2 separate regions of the Mus musculus genome follow, and region 1 is linked to region 2. Evidence: chromatin contacts called from public Hi-C data. All regions are on one chromosome and are shown on one strand. Each heading gives the region's core, a stretch centred on a gene start, on an enhancer-like site or on the middle of the called end of the contact. The rest is flanking DNA. Distances are from core to core; before and after follow the strand shown.

The links. A called contact is a pair of places that touch in the nucleus more often than the background predicts.
Region 1: a contact with region 2 is called in a Hi-C map of the N1E-115 cell line, with 3 times the contacts expected there. The contact joins two enhancer-like sites. A contact is called at or near these places in 1 of 15 datasets of contacts at CTCF or cohesin (the NIH/3T3 cell line), 4 of 484 Hi-C or Micro-C datasets (the N1E-115 cell line, cerebral cortex, cortical glia and 1 more) and 1 of 115 datasets of contacts at active chromatin or transcription factors (the NIH/3T3 cell line).

The regions. Positions count from the first base shown.
Region 1 is chr9:122,526,891-122,530,376 of GRCm38.p6, reverse strand. No RefSeq gene overlaps it. Among named protein-coding and RNA genes, the nearest start is that of 9530059O14Rik, 44 kb to the left of the region's middle. Within about 2 kb of position 1,971, at least 11 of the 459 cell types and tissues checked have an H3K27ac peak or open chromatin away from gene starts, as enhancers often do. A contact at or near this core is called in the N1E-115 cell line and cerebral cortex, where this site is marked.
Region 2 is chr9:122,418,884-122,422,464 of GRCm38.p6, reverse strand. No RefSeq gene overlaps it. Among named protein-coding and RNA genes, the nearest start is that of Gm35454, 17 kb to the left of the region's middle. Within about 2 kb of position 1,259, at least 50 of the 459 cell types and tissues checked have an H3K27ac peak or open chromatin away from gene starts, as enhancers often do. A contact at or near this core is called in the N1E-115 cell line and cerebral cortex, where this site is marked.

The DNA of each region.
Region 1 (3,486 bases), core at 722-3,221, 110 kb before region 2:
GTCTGCAGGCCAAGTTAAGGAGGGCTGCTGGGGTGGACACCATGCCTGCTGTTCCTAAGTGTGATTCTGTTTCAGCTCTTGACATATCAATTATACTTATTTTTTTAAGTTGAAGTCTTCCTCCCCCCCAAGTATGCATTAAAAACATTACATTTATTCGCTTATGTATGAGAGCATTCATGTGTCTCTCTGTGTGTATATGTGCCTTGTCATGAGTCTGGCAGTCAGAGGACAACTTGCAGAATTAAGTTCTTTCCTTGCTGGGGATTGCACTGAGTTACCAGGCTTAGGGGAAAGTGCCTTCACTTGCTGAGCCACCTCTTTGCCCTTTACAGTATGTGTTTATAGTGAACCAGAGACCATTTTAAAACAGTGCAGTGCTGCTTTGGGGTGGGAGTGGTGTGTGAATGAGATTTTGTCATTCTTTGGATTCTTCTGGGGTTGGTACCATCTCTGCATACCAAATCCCATGATTGCTCAAGTCCCTCCTACAAATTTGCATATGCAGAATAATCCTCCCCAAAGCTTTAACTCTTCTCTAGGTGACTTGCAAGGTGTCATTCACCTAACACAGTTCACAGAGTTGTCACCTTGTGTTGTTAGGGAAACATCTGTATATCTCCAGATGCAAGCTCTCCCCTGAACATTTCAAAGCTTTGCCATCTGCAAGTGAAGATGTGCAGAGATACAGAAAGCTAGTGATTCTCTCAATTGGCTGGCCCTACAACACTCCGCCATTCATTTCTGTTGGAGTGACCTTTTAAAATATAAATCTGAACCAAAGTCCATGAACTTGAGTGAGATAAAAATAAACTTAGAGTTCTTCAAAGCTGAGTGGGCCAGAGCTGGTATACCACATGCTGTTTGCAAAATGGCTCAAAGAACTCTTCCTTCCCTGTACTGCACCCCTTCGCAGTATGACTCTCCACTTCCACTGTGTGTGCATGCTTGTGTGCGTGCGCGTGTGTGTGTGACTATGGAGGTCAGAGGACAACCTTGGATGTCCTCAGGTGCCTTCAATCCTTTGTTTGAGATAAGATCTCTCTCACTGCCCTGGAACTTCACCAAGTAAGCTAGGCAGGCTGGTTAGCAAGCTCTGGAATTCTGTTTCTGCTTGACACCTCGACATCACTGGGATTAGGAGCACACACTGCAGTGTCTACCTTTGTACATAGCTCATAGGGTACCAAACTCAGGTTCTTGAGCTAGCCAGGCAAACATTTTACTGACCGAGCTGTTTCCCAAGCCCCACCCCTTCTCATCAAGAGAGAGGTGTCCTATATTTCTCCACTCCAAGAATATGTAACCAATAAGATGTTCACCAGTGTGCCACAAACAGGGACTGACAAGTGCTGTGTGCTGGGGCCTAGACCTTGTCACTGGTATAGAAAGCCCGTGTGTCACCCCTGAGACATGCCACTTGGTTTTGTTGTATGGAAATACAGAACTCTTTATTTGGGTAGCCTTTATTTTGGGAGGTCTAGGAAGCTCCTGAAGGACAATTCCCTCTTAAGCCATGGATCCCTTTGGAGCTGCAACTCGACTGGCTCCCAAGATCCCCTATTCATCACAGGCTTATTAGCTACAATGTCCGTCTTCTGGGCTCTGCCAGCAGACAGCCCTCTGTCCACTGGCCTTCTAATAGAATTAGGGAAACCCTGGCTCCAGCCTCTCCTCGGGTCCTTCCTACTCACACACACTTGCCAAGCCTTCCATGTTATTAAGGAGCAGTCAGGATAAAGCATTTTCTCCACCCGCTTGCCCCCTCCCCCCCTCCCCCCCTTAGAAAGGATGCAGGAGCCAGAAGATTCATGACAGATGCAGTGCAGAGCTCAAAGATGCACTTAGATGTCTTTGGAATTCAAAGGCGGAAGGCAGAAGGCGGAAGGCAGCCTTCTGGACCTGGTGCTGGCAGCTCTGCTCAGCAGGCCCAGCCTCCATCACTCCGGCTTCCTTAGATACACCGCTCTCCTGCCCCCAGCTCCAGCTAGGCTCATTCCCAAAGCCTGTGGTACCAGCAGCACTTAATCAACCCATCACTGTGGGTACATTTAAGGAGCTGATCATTTGAAGAAACGAACCCTAGATCATAGCACAGTATTTCCCCCTCTCTTTTTTTCTGTCTTCTTTCTCATCTCCAGTTTGCTGTTCAGGGCCGTGCTCTGGAGCCGCCTTTAGGCTGTGGCTGATGTTCCTGACAAGGCTCTGAGCTGGGACAGTTGTCTCTCTCCATCTGAGAGGCACACCAGCTGCCTGCATGAAGAATTTGGCTGTTTGTTTGTTTGTTTGTTTGTTTTGAGACAGGGTTTCTCTGTATAGCTCTGGCTGTCCTGGAACTCACTTTGTAGACCAGGCTGGCCTCGAACTCAGAAATCCGCTTGCCTCTGCCTTGCTCTTCTCCCTCATCTTGCTTGGTGTGCCCAGGGACCAGCAAGTAGCCGGAAGGGACAACGAGCAAGCAGAGCCTCATTCCCATCTCATCCCACCCCAGCTGGATCTGCCAAGGTGTCAGAACCTCTGCACCCTAAGTAAGAGTAGACTTCGTTTCAGCTTAGCTTCACGCAAGTAGTGGGGACAGTAAGGACGTAAACCCAACCTTCACCGGTTGGGACCAAATCAGAATTACTCAGAGATTCCACTGTAACAGCAGGTGACCCCGTGAATTCAGCCAGGAAGATATGGGACATCAGAAATATGGTTTTCTATGTGGAAAGTCTGGGGTTATTGACTCTCTTGCCTTGGTCAAGTACTAGAGCTAGCTGAGGCTCCATCTGTAAAATGGGGGTTGTCACCAAGTAGGACAGATATCAACCTTAAGGCAATTATCCCCAAAACACTCAGCCAAACAAACAAACAAACAAACAAACAAACAAAAAGTGGAAGTAGTTGGTACTGCTGTATATCATGCTTACTGAAAGCTTGCATCTTGAGGACATCAAATATGAATGGAAAGGTCAGGACTAGGGATGCAAGCTAGGAGAGCCAGCTCAGGGCTGGGCAGGGAGAGTTGGGCAAAGCTTTCCCAGGCTCATTTGCTATTCCTTTCCTTGAAGAATCCCACCTCTGGCAAGTTCTGAATTATTGGCTCCTGCCAATATGTGCATATTCTTGACATGATCTGAATGACATTTGGCCACCTCCTGTGTCAAAGATCAACTGATGGGTGACCTGAAGCACCCCCCCTCTCTGCCCTGATCTTTTCTTACAGTTTTACAGTTTATAACGTTTCTTGTGTTACTAGTGAGGCTTTGACCCTCTGAGCACAAGTCTGTCCAATAAAAATAAATAAATAAACCAAATCAGACAGCCCTTCTTAGAACTGTTATGGCAGGAGGAGATGCAGGCGCCATTCATTCATTAACAAAATCATTCCTGGTTATTGTCTTCAATGTGCAGACTGATTCTTTTTATTATAATTTAATCTACCTGCTCACTCTTTGTGGGTCAGGATTCGATTCAGAAATCATGTCAACAATTTCAAGACTC
Region 2 (3,581 bases), core at 10-2,509:
CAGAGGCAAGAGGCTGGTCCATGCTGGGAGCATCTTTTCCAGCTCTGGGTGGGGTGGGGATGTCGTGATACTGCCAGAGTCACAGAGACAGAGCTCAGTGTCCAGGATTTGTCTTTCTCAGTGTGAGTGAAGAGAGGCCGTGTGAGGAAACCAGGCTCAATCGCTTTTCCTCTCCCACCACCCAGTCCAGGTAACAGCAGAGTGCTTCACACAGCCTCAGAGAATGCATCATGCTTCCCTGAATGGCCACCCCAGCCAGCTCCTTTTCCTCTACCTGGATTCAGAAACAGGAGCTGCACCAACCTGGTGACGTGACGTCCGGGTGGGAAGGCGTGGGAGATAGAGCTCACAGTTTTCCCGGTCCTGATATATAGGCCACCCCACACCCCCACCCCATTCCCTGGTGACTCACTCCACCTCTCTGTTGCAGTCTGATGAACAACTTGAGCCATTAAGGAATGGAACAAATTACTAAATGGGAGACACAAAAGAAACCCAGGATAAATTATAAACGATGCTCTCTCTCTCTCTCTCTCCTCTCTCACTAAATCGTATCTTTACCTACTGAACTTGAAAAAGCAATAGACTACCATGGCAGAAGTACAGGGGTTTAAGAGGCCCTTTTCTGAGAACCCCAGGGAAGCCAGGGCACAGGAGCTAGGCTGCTTTCAGCAAGGTCTTGGAACTAATTCAGTGGCTTGAAGGTGGGTGCTGCAAAACATGCCTGACACCTGAAGGCTGAGTAGAACCTGCATTCAGATGCCACCTCTGTGAAGCACGACGGTGCATGTTATCTCTGTAGCTTGTAGCTACAGGTTAGTAGTTGCCGTGGTTATAGGCAGCAACACATAGCTGTGGAGTGTGTTGCCTTGGTGAGCCAGGTCACCTCTGTGGAACACATTACCTACCACTGAGCCACATCTATGTAGCTGTGACATTAGCCATCACACAGCCAAGGACACTAGGACCCTTGTTCCCCAGGCTAGAAGGAGACCTTGCCCTGATCTTGGCATTGATGGCTTCGTGCATGTATCTAAAACCTTGACCAATGGAAGGAGAAAGAAACATGGACCTTAGCTCAATGTTTGGAAGCTCTGACAGGGTGGGGAGCCAGGGAGCCTTGTCAGCATTAAGGAAATGGACGCAAGAAGAGGTCGCCCCCTGCTGGTCACAGCTGGGAAAGGCATATCAATAATCCTATTCCCGGCAGGGAGGGAGAGGGATTGCAGTGGTTATTGGGCAGGGCAGGCATCTGCTTGCTGCTTTGAGAGTCACCCGGCTGAGTCTGTGTGATCCTGCGTAATTCTTAAGCTACGGGTCAGGAAGTTTCAGACAAACAGCAGTGTTATTCTGGAACTGGGGGTGGGGAGGGGAGGAGGAAGGGAAGGATTTCCTAAGCAAAGTTTACAAATTGTGCAAATGTTCAGAAGTAGTGTCACCAATATCTTCCCTGCCTCCAAGGCACCAGCTGTGAGCCAAGACGAGAGCAGGGAGTGGAGAGGGGGAGGTGAGGGGCAGACTCTTACGTTATAGCAGCAAGTGACACTCCCAACAGAGTGGCCCTATGTGGGTGGGACCCATAGCCTCTACACCAAGCAAGGACCTTAATCTCATTTGACAGACGAGGAAATAGAGTCTCAGGGAGTGATCTGTCAAAGCAGGTTCTGAGTCAGGATTTTAACCATAGTCTAAGCACTATGCTTTATTCACATCACCTAGCTATCTCTGAGTCTGCGCCCATTGTATGTGAGGGGTGGGGGTCCTGGTGGCTCACTTGAAGCCAAAGTAGGCTTTCGTGATGCCCCCACAGTCTTGCTACACTGCCTTGGCTCCTCTGACGTTCAAATGGGGAGCAAGGTCAGATTTTTCCACATTCTCAGTATTCCGGCTCATCTTGTGCATTTGTATTCTGGGATTTGATCTCTCCTCACCCCTGCCTCTTGCTTAACTGTTCCCTAGATGAAATTTTAGTCTTAGCCAAAAGGGCACAGCTCCTAGTGAAGCCAGAAGTCAGAGCCTCCTCCCTTGCAGCCTCAGTGAGTTCCTTCACAGCCTTCACAGACAGCTTGCTGCCAACACCACCCTGGCCTGTCAGCAGAGCTCACTGGGACTCCACAAGCCACCCAAAGTGACACTGATCTTCACAGCTTTTCTGCATGCTCCCTTGTTCCCTTCCCTGCATGCATTAGAAAGTTAACAGGAGAACAAGAAGACTTAAGAAACCCCCCAGCCATCGTAATTAACATGCAGAATGCTTTTCTGGCAGTGCACAGGCTGTGGTAAATCGGGAAACTTCTTAGCACAACATATATTTAATCTGTGGCACTTGCTTTCACATGAAAGTCAATCAGATATTTTAAGGGAGCTAACGAGGACTCTCAGATTGAGCTACTAACAAACACAGGTGCAACAAACTCACCTGGATCTATTTTTCTAGGATTTTTAAAAAAAGATATGTCTCGCCCATGCCAAGCTGGTCTTGAACTCATGAAGTCAAGGATGACCTCGCATTTCCAATTCTGCATCCACCTCTGTCCCGGACACTGGGATTTCAGGTGTTCGCCACAACACCCAGGTTTCTGCAGCGCTGCAGGTGGAACCTAGGGCTTCGTGAACTCTAGCAACTGAACTACATCCCAGCCTTCCTGGAAATGTGTGCTAGGCACCAGGGAAGTGACCACTGTCTAGTAATGGAGTTTGCATGAGAATTTCCCAGTTTACTGTGGAACTCACATTCTGTAGGGGGAGAGGGAGTAGGCAAAGAAAAAAACAGGGAAACTAAGTAACAAAATTCCAGTTGTGTGAAGTGATAGGGAAGAAGGTTCGGGAAGTCGTTTGTGAGGAGTGACTGTTGAGGTAAGAATTGAAGCTTGAGGCAACAGAGGTGAGAGGGCCTGGGCACGCCCAGACAGGTGGACAGGAAGTGAGGTGAGAGGGACTGCCCAGACAGGTGGGCAGGAAGCCTCCAGCAGCATGTGTTGCTGAAGGGAACTTTCCAACAGATTATATTTCTATAATGAAAGGTTCCATTAGTTACAGGCCTGGGAGGGAAGGTTTGGTTGGTTGCTGGGGTGAGAAAAATAGCTCACTACAGGGGAAAAAAAAAAGCAAGCTGCACCTCACATCACAGATAAGTGGAAAGATCCAAGACCTCACAGCATGAAGGGCAACAGAAATCAGGAGCTAATCAGAAAAAAAGAGGGGGGACCCTAAGAGGATCATCACATAATCTGAACGCCACGAATCACAATCTCAGATAAAAGTCGCATAGATTGTCCTACATTGAAATGAGGGATTTTGGCCAAAATAAGGCTGTTGAGAAATAGAGCCATTTTGTGTGTTGTGTGAGCTCAGAGAGACTACTTTACATTGTGTCAAGCAAGAGATTACGGTGTAGAATAAAGGCAGATGGCAGGAACCAGGACAAATCCAGCTGGTTGTTTGTCTTTATAAATAAAATTGTATTGGCTCACAATTGCATTAATTCATGTCTGTGTTACCTCTGCAAAGCTACAGGGCTGTAATAAAGAACCACAAAGCCTACAATATTTACTATGTAGCCTTTTATGGGGGAAAAAAAC